2 separate regions of the Sus scrofa genome follow, and region 2 is linked to region 1. The links are chromatin contacts, called in public HiChIP or PLAC-seq maps. All regions are on one chromosome and are shown on one strand. The core of a region is the stretch at or near the end of the contact, and the rest is flanking DNA. Distances in the headings are between cores, read along the strand shown. Region 1 holds the start of ZBED5 (zinc finger BED domain-containing protein 5). Region 2 has its middle 17 kb from the start of EIF4G2.

Region 1 (6,316 bases), core at 2,023-4,522:
ATATCACATGCTAACACTGAAAAATAAACTGTAACTTAAAAGTTAGTTACTATTTCTCTAAACTTAAAATTACACAAATATTTATATTATGCAAAACAAGACTCATTCAAAGTAATATGTATATATATTTTACTGATTACTCTGCATCCATTATTCTTTAGGTGAAGGCTTAAGGACTTAAAAGAAAACATAAACTCTCATTTTAAAAGGTCTATTCCTCACAGAGTAGTTTTTAAAAAACATAATTAAATGGAAGGGTAATGCAAATCTTAGGGCCTCTAAAGAATACTAACTTTATAAGTTAAGGCAATAGACAAATCTATTATCCATGTACATAAATCTACTTTTTAGGTAAACTTTATAATTTGGCTACAAGGTAAGCTTTGGAATCACATGGCAGATCCTGAATCAAAACGGTTTTCCTAGTAACGGCTAGAGGATAAGATACCTGAATTGAGCAGCACTCCCTTCTGCAATCACTCTCTCCACCTTGGCAGCTTGAAATGCACTCTTCAAAAAAATAAATTTAAGGGACTGGGTAGAAGGGAAGTAACCAAGAGCCTAAAATGAGAAAAATTAAAATTAGATATTGCGAAAGCAGAACTACAAACCTCTAAGACGATAACTTTTATGATTTATTTTAGAGCCATGCAGTGCAAATGATTCTTCATCACAATGCAGATCTTGCACTGAGCTAGATGCCTAGCATAGTAAAAATGCTAATATTTTCATACTGTTTACAACCCTGGTAATTTGTTTTGAAGTGCTCCCCCATCAACTTCATAGAAAGACATTAAAAACTTTCACAAACTAAACCTAACTTTTTAAAGTACACATTCATGTTTCTAAAACTAAGCACTGAACGTAATCTAAAATGGAATTTATGTGTGGAAGCGTTACATGAACTCTGCCTTTTTGTTTAAACTACTCTTGTCTCAAAAACTAAGCTTCACAGATTACTAATGTTTATTGAGTGATTAGTTTACTATGTGCCAGTAACTTAAATCCTTTGTAGATTAACTCATTTAATTCTCAAAGCAAACCTGAGAGTCAAGAACTATTACTAAAAGCCCCCTTTAGGGAGAATAAATAGACACAGAGACATTAAGTCAGTTGCTAAGTTAATATATTTGTGAAGAACTAAGACCTGAACCCCAAAGTTCGACTGCAGAGCCCACGTGCCTAATCACTGCTTGGGTGTCCTTGAATACTCTTAATTTCCCAAGCACTAAAAAATCTGGTACCAAGAGTTGGACGGTGAAGAAAGAAATGAAATTAATGGATTACAACTGTCAGAAGGTCGAGGATCTAAAGCCCTACTTTTCCATTATTGGGAGCAAAAGAGCAGACTGTCTCTCCACAGTTCTGAATGGGATTGAGCAACAGAGAACTTCATGGGTGACCTAAAAGGTTAGGATCCCTCTTCCTTGCTGCCAGAGGACACGACACAGTGGGACGCTTTGTTTTGAGGAAGGGGGGGCCTCATCCCCACTTTTTTAGAGGTGCTTCCCCGAATCTCTCGAGGACAAAGACACTGGTCTCCCCAAAGTTTCTACTTGACTCCCTGAAAAGCGGAGTATGGGGGGGGGGCTCGTTTTTTGTCTCTTCCGATTAAAGTGACAGGTATTCACCCCCACCCTCAGTCGGTTTCGGCTTTGAACAATACCCTTGGGAGACGGAGGGCGGGTAGTCCATTCATAAAGCCTAGGCGGGAGGTGGGCACGGACACCCCGCTCTGCACCTCAATGATTTTTTTAAACGGTCACCTCGATGTGCAGCCCGGGACCAGCTATCCCTCGGCTCCTTGTCACTGGTGCGCGCTGCCCGCCACAGCTGGGGGCTGGCTTCCTGTCTTAGTCCACCCTCGCTCACGGAACTCCTCTCGCGTCCCCGGGCGGTCGCCTCAGCTAACACCCACAGGAAAACGTCTCAGCACCCGACACTATCTTTCTCCTTCATCTCCATCAGTGATGGAAAGAACGGTCTCGGCTGCGGCTGGGCTGCAGTGCAGCGCAGCGCCGCGGCCCCCAGCTGAGCCCGCGGCCGCCATTTTACGAAGCTCATGGCAGCGGCCATTTCAGAGCGCACCGCTCAGCCGCCGCGGCGGCCCTGGTCCTCACCTTCACAGAGGCCTGAACAGGGTCAAGAGCCAGTCGTCGCGGACTGGAAGGGGAAAGGGTAAGGGGAGAGGGAGGAGGAGGGAAAATGAAAAACAAAATAGAGGAAAGAAGGATTCGGGGGCCGGGTGATGCTCTCAGCTCTGGGATATCGCCTATGCCACCTCCATAGGGATCCGATTCGCGGCTGGCGCGGTCGCTTGTCTGAAGATAAATTTAGCACTCCGCGGGCACCCGAACTTACAGTCTCCACGAGCGACTCCGTAGCCGACCAATCAGCAGCGGAATTGCTCCTCGCCACCAATCCGCGCTGAGCAGAGGGGCGGGACCAAAGGAAAGGACCAAGCTCGGTTGAGGCGCGGCCTAGCAGTCGCCGCCGCGCTGGATTCGTGCGCTTGCAGTAGCTGAACAAATACCCGACGTGAAGCGATTGTTTTCAAACTTCCCCGGGCTCGAGGCAGTCTGGGCGCTCGTTACAATGCAGAGTAAAGAGCATTTGTGATGCTGTAGGGCTGGACTGGCCTCGAGAAATCTGCGTGCCCATAAGCACTGGGGCTCTGCCCTGGCGGCGTTGATTTGGGTGGATTCGCAAAGCCTCAACTGCTGGGGATTTCGCTCTTTGTTCCCTGAGCCGCACCCCGGGCCGAGGTTGCGCAACCGCCTCCTCTTTTTCTTGTTTTCCCACTGGAATCCAGGCAGAAAACGCCCTCTCCCTTCCCCGCCCCTCCCCGACGCTGGCGTGTCGGGGGCCCCTAGGGGGCCGAGCTGGGAGCTGAGCCAGAGGTTGCCGGGGCGCAGCTCTTGGGTGACCATAGGTGGGGTCGGGGAGCCGGGTGTAGGAATTTGTAGGGATAGCGGCATCTCCGCAGTGTCAGCGGGAAAGAGTCCGCTTGCTGTGTCTTTGCGCCCCCCGCAAGTGGCACCCTCGCGGGAGGAACGCATAGAGCTTTGGAATACTCTGCTTGCTACAGCGTTCGGATGCTTTAAGCCTAGTTTTCTACGCCCCTCCTCTGTATTTAAAAACAACGCAGCAGAAGGCCTCGGGCTCTGTAGTCCATTATTCCATTTTGTGTGAGATCCGTCGTGGCGACCTATAGTCTATTTTTCCAAACTGGCATCTTAAAATATGCACATTACTTGGAAGGATTTTGTTAAAGTACATTAAACAGTGGGTCCCATTGTTTGCAGTATTTTAGCTTTTGGAGGGCCCGTGGAAATAACCAAATGAAAATTGGATCATCGTTGCAGGCACTGTACCAATGACAGAAAATTCCCAACCTGTGGTCAAAAGCAAGGGCAGCGTTTGCTTTCTTAGATATGCTTCTTTGATATGCGAATAAATTTCTTAGGTTTTGAAAGAAGTCTAACCTTTTATAACAATTTGTCTGGAGGACTGAAATAGACAATTTCCTACGACTGAAAATGATGCCAACATTCAGCCCTAAATGTTTTAAAGTCAGTTCAACATCTTCAGATCTTTGCCCATGGTAGGCTATCATGTGTCTTATTATTTTAAAATTATTCCTGTTGAATCAGCTTCATTTGAGCTTTAACCACCAAGGGGGAAATCATTTTGGGGAGGGGGTGCAATTTTATTTGAAGAGCAAAGAATTTTGTAATTGTAGGAGTTTTCTAGAATCACAGTAGTAGTGGAATAATATTGCACATTTTTCATGTTTTATATTTCAGAAAAGCTTTTGCATGTATGCTCCCAATTTAATCTTCACACATCTGGTTTACATCTTCATGAGTTGGAAACATCCAAAACAGATGATAACAAATTCAACTGAAGTCAAGTCTAGGGTTTAACCTATGTCCTAAAATTTGAAGAATCTGATAATTAAGGGGTTGAAACATAAAGAACTTTTTATGTAATTACTTAGTCAATAAATTACTATAGAATGTTTGTTGCTGAAACAGGCAAGAAAATATATAGACAATGTAGAATTTGGACCAATAATGATAATAATTTATTGAATACACAGTTATCGGCAGCAGCTGTTTCTAGCTGCACATGTTTAAGTGTACTAGCTCCTTTACTCTTCACAAACCTATCAGATGACTATGCCTGTTTTACAGGTAAGGAAATTGAGCACAGATTGGTAAATAAATTGCCCAAGTTCCCACAGCTAATTAACGGCAGAGCCAAGATTAGGTGCAATGTGGTTGTGGGAACTACAAGCCATGTGTGTCTGGGTAGAGTGTGTACGTGCATAAAACAATTTCAAATAAGATTACGGTAATATATTGGGTAAAAGCAAGTAGAGCTTCACCATTAAAAAGAAACTCAATTAGTTACCTGGAGCTCAAGTAAAATCATCACTGGAAGTAGTAACAAGTATTTTGACTGATATCCCAAATTTGCAGCCTTAGTTGCTGAAAGAGGTCTGAGATGGCAATTCCGTTCACATTGGTTGGGAGGGTTAGTTTGCATTGCAGTTAAACTTGCCAGAAGCAGATGGTGAGAGAGGGAGCTCTGGAGTCAGTGTCCCACTCCCACCCTCTCTATACTCCTTCCTCCCTCAGATAGTAAATGCCCAGAAAGGGCAGGATTGCAGCTAAGGCAGACCCTGAATGAACTGACAGCTGGAGGCCATCTACTGATCACACCATCTGCCCCTGAACAGGGCAGCAAGTCCTTTCTTGAAGAAGGATCTGAGTGGCCTATCTCCATGCCTGCCACAATGTGTCACCTTTAATATGAAGATGGTAAATTAATACACTTCATTATTTCTGTAAAAGTTAATAATCACTATGGTGAGGTGTGCTTTGTGAACTTTTAAGATCTATAGGTGAGGGTGAGTGGGTGGGTGGCATGGGAGAATTGGATGAAGGCAGTCAAAAGGTACAAACTTCCAGTTAAAAGATAAATAATTGGGAGCTCCCTGGTGGTCTAGTGGATAGGATTTGGCACTTTCATGGCAGTGGCCTGGTTCAATCTCTGGTTTGGGAACTGAGATCCCACGTCAAGGTGTTGCATGCCACAACCAAAAAAAAAAAAAAAAAAAAAAAAAGATAAGTAATTACTAGGAATGTGGTATATAGTATAATAAATATAATTAACACTGCTGTATATTATATATGAAAGTTAAGAAAGTAAATCCTGAGCTCTCATCATAAAATAGTTTTTTTCCTATTTAATTTTGCATCTGTATGAGATGATGGATGTTGACTAAACTTGTGCTAATCACTTCGTGATGTATGTAAATTAAATCATTATGCCATACACCTTAAACTTATGTAGTGCTGTATGTCAATTTTATCTCAATAAAACTGGAGAAAAGATGTGTGAAACATTTAAGAGAATTTTGTGACAGGTATGAGATTGATTTATCAGTATTAGATTTCTAAGAGTTAGGTAAGTGATTATGAAATTCCACTGGCTAGATGTTAGATACATTACATTTGTAATTGTAGTTTGAAATATCTAAGAAAATTTAATTAATGGAGTATGGAAGGGATGCTAAATATCAAGAAATATTTAGTTTGTTAAGCTTGCAAATTAAATCACAGAGAATAAGTGAAAGTGGTTATATATATTTATATATAAAGTGCTATGTATATATAATGTAAATAAATGAATATAGTCTCTCACAGAGAATAAGTGAAAGTGATAGAAGTCCAAGTTAATTTCTTGACTCATATTACTAAGAAGTACGGATGGGTTCAGTGACTCCAATGATGTTGTCAGGGCTCTGTTTAACTCTCTGTCTTGATAGGCCCTCTCTACATGGCACATAATGGCTTCTGGCATCCCCAGAACTCATGGGGCTCTTCCCCAATAGCCTTGGAAGAAAGCTTCCCAGAAAGGTCTTTTATGTAGTCTGGGATATGCTTGAGCCAAACACATTGTCAAGGGAAGGAGTATTCAGTGTGGTCAACTTGGGACACATATATCCTTTAGTTTGGAGAATATGAGTTTACTCTAATTCACCACAAGAATCTCATGCAATGGGTGAGGGACCATCTCCCAAAGGAATGAATTCTGGAAAACTGGAATATACACACTAAATTTGCTTCCTTGACCCTCATATTTGATCAGCTACCTCAAAGTCCTCCACTATTGTATGTCTTTGTCCAACCTAATTCCATTGCCATCGATTTTGTCCAGGATCTGTTAGTACTGTCTTAATCAATCTCCTGACTATTGCCAATCTCTATCAAATCTATCCTGCATACAGATAAATACTCTACACACA
Region 2 (6,316 bases), core at 2,195-4,694, 59 kb before region 1:
GCATATCACCGGGGCTCAAAAAGTGTAGCCTGGGGCTTGCTGTTGTGGCTCAGTGGGTTACGAACCTGACTCATATCCATGAGGATTCGGGTTCAATCCCTGGCCTCGCTGCTCAGCAGGTTAAGGATCTGGCACTGCCGTGAGCTGTGGTGTAGGTCACAGATGCGGCTTGGATCTACCATTGCTATGGCTGTGGTGTGGGCCAACAGCTGTAGCTCCGAGTCAACCCCTAGCCTCTGGATTTCTATATGCCACAGATGTGGCCCTAAAAAGCAAAAAAAAAATAAAAATAAAAATAAAAAAGTGTAGCCTGGAGTTCCCTGGTGGCTCAGTGGGTTAAGGATCCAGCGTTGTCACTGCTGTGGCTGGGGTTGTTGCTGTGGCTTGGGTTTGAGTTGCTGTGTGCCATAGGTGTGGCCAAAAAAAGTGGGGTAGCCTGTTTTCCTAATAGAAATTTCTCCTCTGCCAGTTCCGGAGGCTAGAAGTCTGATATTGAGGGGAGAGCCTCTCTCTGCCTCTGGTGCTGCAGGCAATCAGTGGCATTCCTCATTTTGCAGAACTGTCCCTCCAGTCTCTGCCTCTGGCATCACATGGTGCTCTCCCTGTGCATCTGTATATGTCTCTTCTTTTTTTTTTTTTTGACATCTTTTTTTAATTAATTATTTTTATTTTTTTCCATTAGAGTTGGTTTACAGTGTTCTGTCAATTTTCTGCAGTCACACACATATATATACATTATTTTTCTCTCGTTATGCATCACGTTCTGTCTCTTCTTTTAAGCACAGACACCATCATTTTGGAATTGGTCCACCCTACTGACCTCATCTCTTATATGTCCCTGAAGTAGGGTTGATTGACAATGTTGTGTTCATCTCTGCTGTACATTGAAGTGACTCAGTTATACACTCATTGTTTTTGTTTTTTGTGGGTGCTTTGCTTTGTTTTGTTTTTTAGTCACTTTTGGCCACCCTGCCACCATATGGAGTACACGGGCCAGGGATCAGAACAGAGCCGGATCCCTAATCCACCATGCCAGGTTGGGGATTGAATCCAAGCCCCAGCGGCTCCCAAGATGCCACCACCTATCCCTTTGTGCCACAGCAGGAGCTCCCTTACACACATTCTTTTTCACATTCCCTTCAGTTATGGTTGATCACAGGATGTTGAGTCTAGTTCCCTGTGCTCTGTGGTAGGACCCTGTATTGACCTCATTAATTTGATGACACCTGCAAAGACCTGATTTCCAGATAAGGTCACATGGGCAGGGACCTAGAGTCAGGACACCAACTATTTTCTTTTTTTCTTTTTCTTTTTCTTTTTTTTTTTTTTTTTTTTTTTTTTTTTTTGTCTTTTTGCTATTTCTTTGTGCCGCTCCCTCGGCATATGGAGGTTCCCAGGCTAGGGGTCGAATCAGAGCTGTAGCCATTGGCCTACGCTAGAGCCACAGCAACGCAGGATCCGAACCGCGTCTGCAACCTACACCACAGCTCACAGCAACGCCGGATCCTTAACCCACTGAGCAAGGCCAGGGATCGAACCCACAACCTCATGGTTCCTAGTCGGATTCGTTAACCACTGCGCCACGACGGGAACTCCTATTTTCTTTTCTTTTTTCTTTTTTTGCTTTTTAGGGCCACACCTGAGGCACATAGAGGTTCCCAGGCTAGGGGTCCAATTAGAGCTATAGCTGCCAGCCACAGCCACAGCAATGCCAAATCTGAGCCAAGTCTTTGACGTACACCAGCAGTTGATGGCAATGCTGGATTCCTGACCCACTGAGCGAGGCTAGGGATTGAACCCACAACCTCATGTTTCCTAGTCGGATCTGTTTCCACTGCGCCACTACAGGAACATAGGAACTCCTTTTTTTTTTTTGGACACCAACTATCTTTGAGGGAGACACAGGTCGACCCATCATGGGGGACTTGGAGGCTTCCAGCTCCTCACCTCAGGTCCTAGGTCCGAGGCTCAGAAGCACGCCTCTGCCCTCATGGGCTCATCTGGCTTTGATTGCACACCCCCAGGATGGAGGGGGTCATTGCTGCTGGGACGTGTCTCTCCCTTCCTTTCCTCCTCTTTGACCCCTTAATGCACAGCGGTATATCTTAGTGATGAGGGCTGGCTCTTGGGTTGAGTGCCGGGTAAGAATCACAGCCTTGTGACTTAAAACTCTGTCCTAGCCCTTCCAAAGAGCATGTAGAAGGTGCCCCAACCACTCAATGAACAAATGAAAGATCTTGGGCAAGATGCTCAATTTCACTGAGCCTCATCGATAAAATAGAGATGGCAATGTACCTGCCTCAAGGCGCCTGGGAAACTGGAATGATCGATGTACCTAGTCCAGCCTGGCATATACTAAATGCTTGAGAATATATACTAAATTTCTTGAGAAATGTTAGCTAGAATAATGATATGCTGTGCCGTAGTATAGCACTGGAGTATTAATGAGTTATTGATATCATTAATAATAATAGTAATTCTCCAAAGGGCGTCCATTACCTTTAGAATAAAAACCAAAGTCATTACTATGTCCAACTACGTGTCTCCCCTGCCTGCCCCTCCAGCCTCAGGCGCCTCTTTGTTCAGCCGCCCTGACTCCTGTGTTGACCCTCAGGCACTCCACGTGTGTTCCCATCTTGGCCATTGGCTTTGCTTCCCGTCTTCTTCCACATATCTGCTTAGTTCATTCCCTCGCTTTATTTAGATCTTTGCTCAAAGGTCACTTCTTAAGACCTTCCCTGAATACCCTATTTCAAGTGGCATTCACAGCACTCCTCATCTCTTGTTCTGTTGATTTCTCTATGAGCACTTTCTACTACTGACACTGTATATATGCTTATTCTCTGTCACCCAGATTGTTTGCTCCAAAAGGAGGCTTTGTCTCATTCACTGGAGTAGTGCCTGGCACATAGTTGGGACTTAATAAATATTTATGAGCTGAATGGACTTGTAGAGCAATCCCACACCTATCCAACGCTGTTTTTCATTATGTGTCGATCTGGCTCCTTGCAGCGACTCTAGGACATGGACAAACCAAGTTATTTCACAGATAAGGCAAATGAAACCCAGAGAGGTAAAGCGATTGGCCTAAGCTCATGGAAATAATTACTGAGGGAGCTGGCTCTGCAGGCTCTGGTCTGTGACTCAGCATGTCCCATGCAGACCTGAGCAGCCCAAGGATTCTCTGCTTATCAGTCAACATCATTGCATCATTCACAGATGATGCCAAAACTCTCACTGTCCCTTTTCCCATTGATCAGCATGTTCAATAGGTCCTTGCTGCCTTTCTATGGGACAAGGACACTTGTATCCTTGGGCCAAAGGGATCTTCTCCTGGGAGCCAGCAGAGGGTGCTAGAGAGACAGCATCCCATCCAAGGCCTAATGGGTGGCCTTGTCCTTGGCCAACCTCCTGGACTAAGTCCAGGTAGGGAGGCTGGGAGGACAGCCTGCGGTCTGGGCAGCGTGTGTGACTTCAGTGTCCTCTTGCTGCTCCTCTCTGCTCTGTGCTCAGAAGTCCCTTTCAGGAGAACCCTGGCTCTCTCTGGAGGCTGCTACTAGGAAGGCTGTCTCAAATTCTATTGAGATCAGTGGGAAAGAGCTTTCTGACTCCCTATCCTCCTGGCCCCGCTGCACAGCTGCTGTCCTCCAGCAGCTGCAGGATGAACCCTCATTCAGAAGGGTCGCATGGACTTCGTCCTGCTGTAGAGTTGGAGACATAAGCTCTGTGGAGCCAAGAGGAAGGCGGAATTGGGTTCCCTGCCTGTGCCTGGAAAGCCCTCCCTCAAATGTTTGCCAGGAAAGTGACTCTTAAAAGTCTCAACTTCTTCCAGGATGTTTCCTCCTCTCAGTTCAGGTGGCTCCTTGCTCCCATCTCAGTGTGTCCACCTGCCCCAGGGCCACGGGTTCTGGTCCTGTCTGCTCCCCCGCTGGACAGTGGGCTCCCTGAGGGTTGAGATGGCGCTGGCACAGATGAGGTGCTCACTTGTGTACGTACAAATGAATGACTAATGTCTGGTGAACTGGGTGCTTTGTAATTAAATTGGAGGCACTGGGAAATCTTAAGGCCGGGACAGCCACAACTGAGGAAAAAGTCAAGGATTTTTTATTTTTTTGCTTTTTAGGGCCACACCTCAGTGTATGGGAGTTCCCAGGCTAAGGGTCGCATCAGAGCTGAACTGCTAGCCTACACTACAGCCACAGCCACAAAGGATCTGACCTGCATCTGTGACCTATACCACAGCTCACGGCAACGCCAGATCCTTAACCCACTGATCAAGGTCCGGGATTGAACCCGCAACCTCATGGTTCCTAGTCGGATTCATTTCCTCTGTGCCCCGACGGGAACTCCCCATTCATTTTTAAAAATGGTTCTCTGTGCTTTCTGTGGATCCCCCAAGCTCCAAAATTCCCTTTTGGCTTAATTTGTTCTTTGTAGTGAAGAACCCTCACAGCCTTGGCAGAAAAATGTAGGTTTTCCAACATGGGACATTCAGGCACAGGATGAGGAAGAATAAATAAGCTAGATGAAGGGCACAGAGAGGTGGGTTTAACACTAAGAACAGCAATATTCCAGGCAGAGGAACAGCCTGTGCAAAGGCCTGAAAATAAAAAGAATGTAAAAGGGGGCACACAGTAGATGACTTGGGGCCTTGACTGTTAGATTAAGAATTGCATCTTAGTCTGAAGAAAACTGGGAGCTCCTGAAGGGCAGAGGAAGGATCAGACTTTTATAGAAGACTGCTCTGATGGCAATGTGGAGAATGAGCAAGAGCAAGAGGAAAGGCAGGGAGACCATGTGGAAACCTATGGTGGTCACTCAGGCATGAGACGATGGTGCTTGGACCAGGGTGGTGCAGTGATGAAACATGGAGAGAAGGGCTTCAAGAGCCATGATGGAAGATAACACATGGTGAATTGGTGGAGAGTAAGAGGAAGATAAAGAAGTGCACAGGCTTTTTGGTTTGGAACCCTGAAGAGGAAATGTTGGTTTGGGAGTTTAGTGATGGACATGTTGAGTTTGAAGTGCTTGTGGTACATTACACTCATTCCAGGGGCTGGTTGGATGTAAAGTTTGATGTTCTGAAAAGAGAGATGTCAGCAGCACAGGTGGTAACTGGGGTGACAGTGTCAAGGAAGGAAAGCAGAACAGCTCATGAACGAGGCTACAAGAGAGCCTTACTAGGAGACCAAGGAGATGCCTGAGAGGAAATTAGAACAGTAAACTGCTGAAAGCTTTTGACAAGAAAAAAAAGCATTGAGAAATGCCCAATGGACTTGGCTGGTGATTGGAAGCGCAGGCTCGAAGTTCTCACGGTGACAAGTCTTGGAAAAGCCACTGAGGTCAGACATTCACACACACATTGAAGGACTAGCTGTGAAGCTCCCTGCTAGTAACTGCCCATGTACCACCTTTAGTTCTTGTGGCAATCCTCATACATCAGCCACGTTTCCAAAACCAATTGAGACTTGGAGAAACGAAATATCTTGCCTAAGATGACCTTGCCAAGTGAGAGGAATGAACTCTAGATCAGAGTTCTTTCCACTTCTCTTTCCTTCTTCTATGTCCAGGTCCTGCCACAAACTTATTTGTGATGTGGTTCAATACTTGAGCACTTACACATTCTAGGCACTGTTCTAGGTGCTGTGGATACAGCAGTGAGAGAAAACAGCCACAAATGTCATGCTCCTCACACTCTGAAGGGAATTGGATACAAACACACAGCCTGTCACTACTAGGTGACGTGGACATGGTGATAGCTACAGCAGCAGGCCAGAGGAAGAGGAACGTGTTCAGAAATTACATTTTAAAATAGGGTCAACAGTGGGGACCTTACCAATGGTGGTGTTTGGGCCCAGATGTAACAGGGGAAGAGCCAGTCATCCAGAGGGAAGCAGGGACAGAAAACCACCAAGGCGTAGTAGGTTCTGAGGAGCCTCAAGCCAGGGAGCTATTAGTATGAACAAAGGCAGGCAGCAGGAAATAGGGTATGAGGTAAGGGCAGGGAGAGGTGACTACATCAGACATGGGGCTCTGTGGACCAAACTTAAGTATTTTGACTTAAAAAATCTTGATGCAAGCCATCTGGTGGATCTTATGCTAAGCAGTTGGTTTTAAGATTCCTATTCCTCTGGCTGCTGGATTGAAAAGGCCAGGAGAATAAGGGAACCCAGCTAGGGCTGGCATGTATCTAGCTAGGGAAGAAAAGTCCTAGATGAAGCAGGTTGTCGTACTTCTCATGTTTTGAAGGGAAAAAAAAATCAAGATTTGATGAACTGGACGTAGGGTTTGACATCAGGTGTTTGCCACTGAAGAC

What was found. HiChIP or PLAC-seq counts read pairs in DNA pulled down with a chosen protein or histone mark.
Region 2: a contact with region 1 is called in an H3K27ac HiChIP or PLAC-seq map of skeletal muscle. The contact joins the enhancer-like site here to the promoter of ZBED5 in region 1. A contact is called at or near these places in 7 of 47 Hi-C or Micro-C datasets (alveolar macrophages, blood, heart right ventricle and 2 more) and 2 of 2 datasets of contacts at active chromatin or transcription factors (alveolar macrophages and skeletal muscle).

The regions. Positions count from the first base shown.
Region 1 is chr2:48,621,258-48,627,573 of Sscrofa11.1, reverse strand. ZBED5 (zinc finger BED domain-containing protein 5) reads right to left here and starts at 3,272. Exons shown (of 3, transcript XM_021083322.1): 1 at 2,362-3,272; 2 at 449-561.
Region 2 is chr2:48,680,244-48,686,559 of Sscrofa11.1, reverse strand. No RefSeq gene overlaps it. Among named protein-coding and RNA genes, the nearest start is that of EIF4G2, 17 kb to the right of the region's middle. Within about 2 kb of position 3,444, at least 23 of the 83 cell types and tissues checked have an H3K27ac peak or open chromatin away from gene starts, as enhancers often do. A contact at or near this core is called in alveolar macrophages and skeletal muscle, where this site is marked.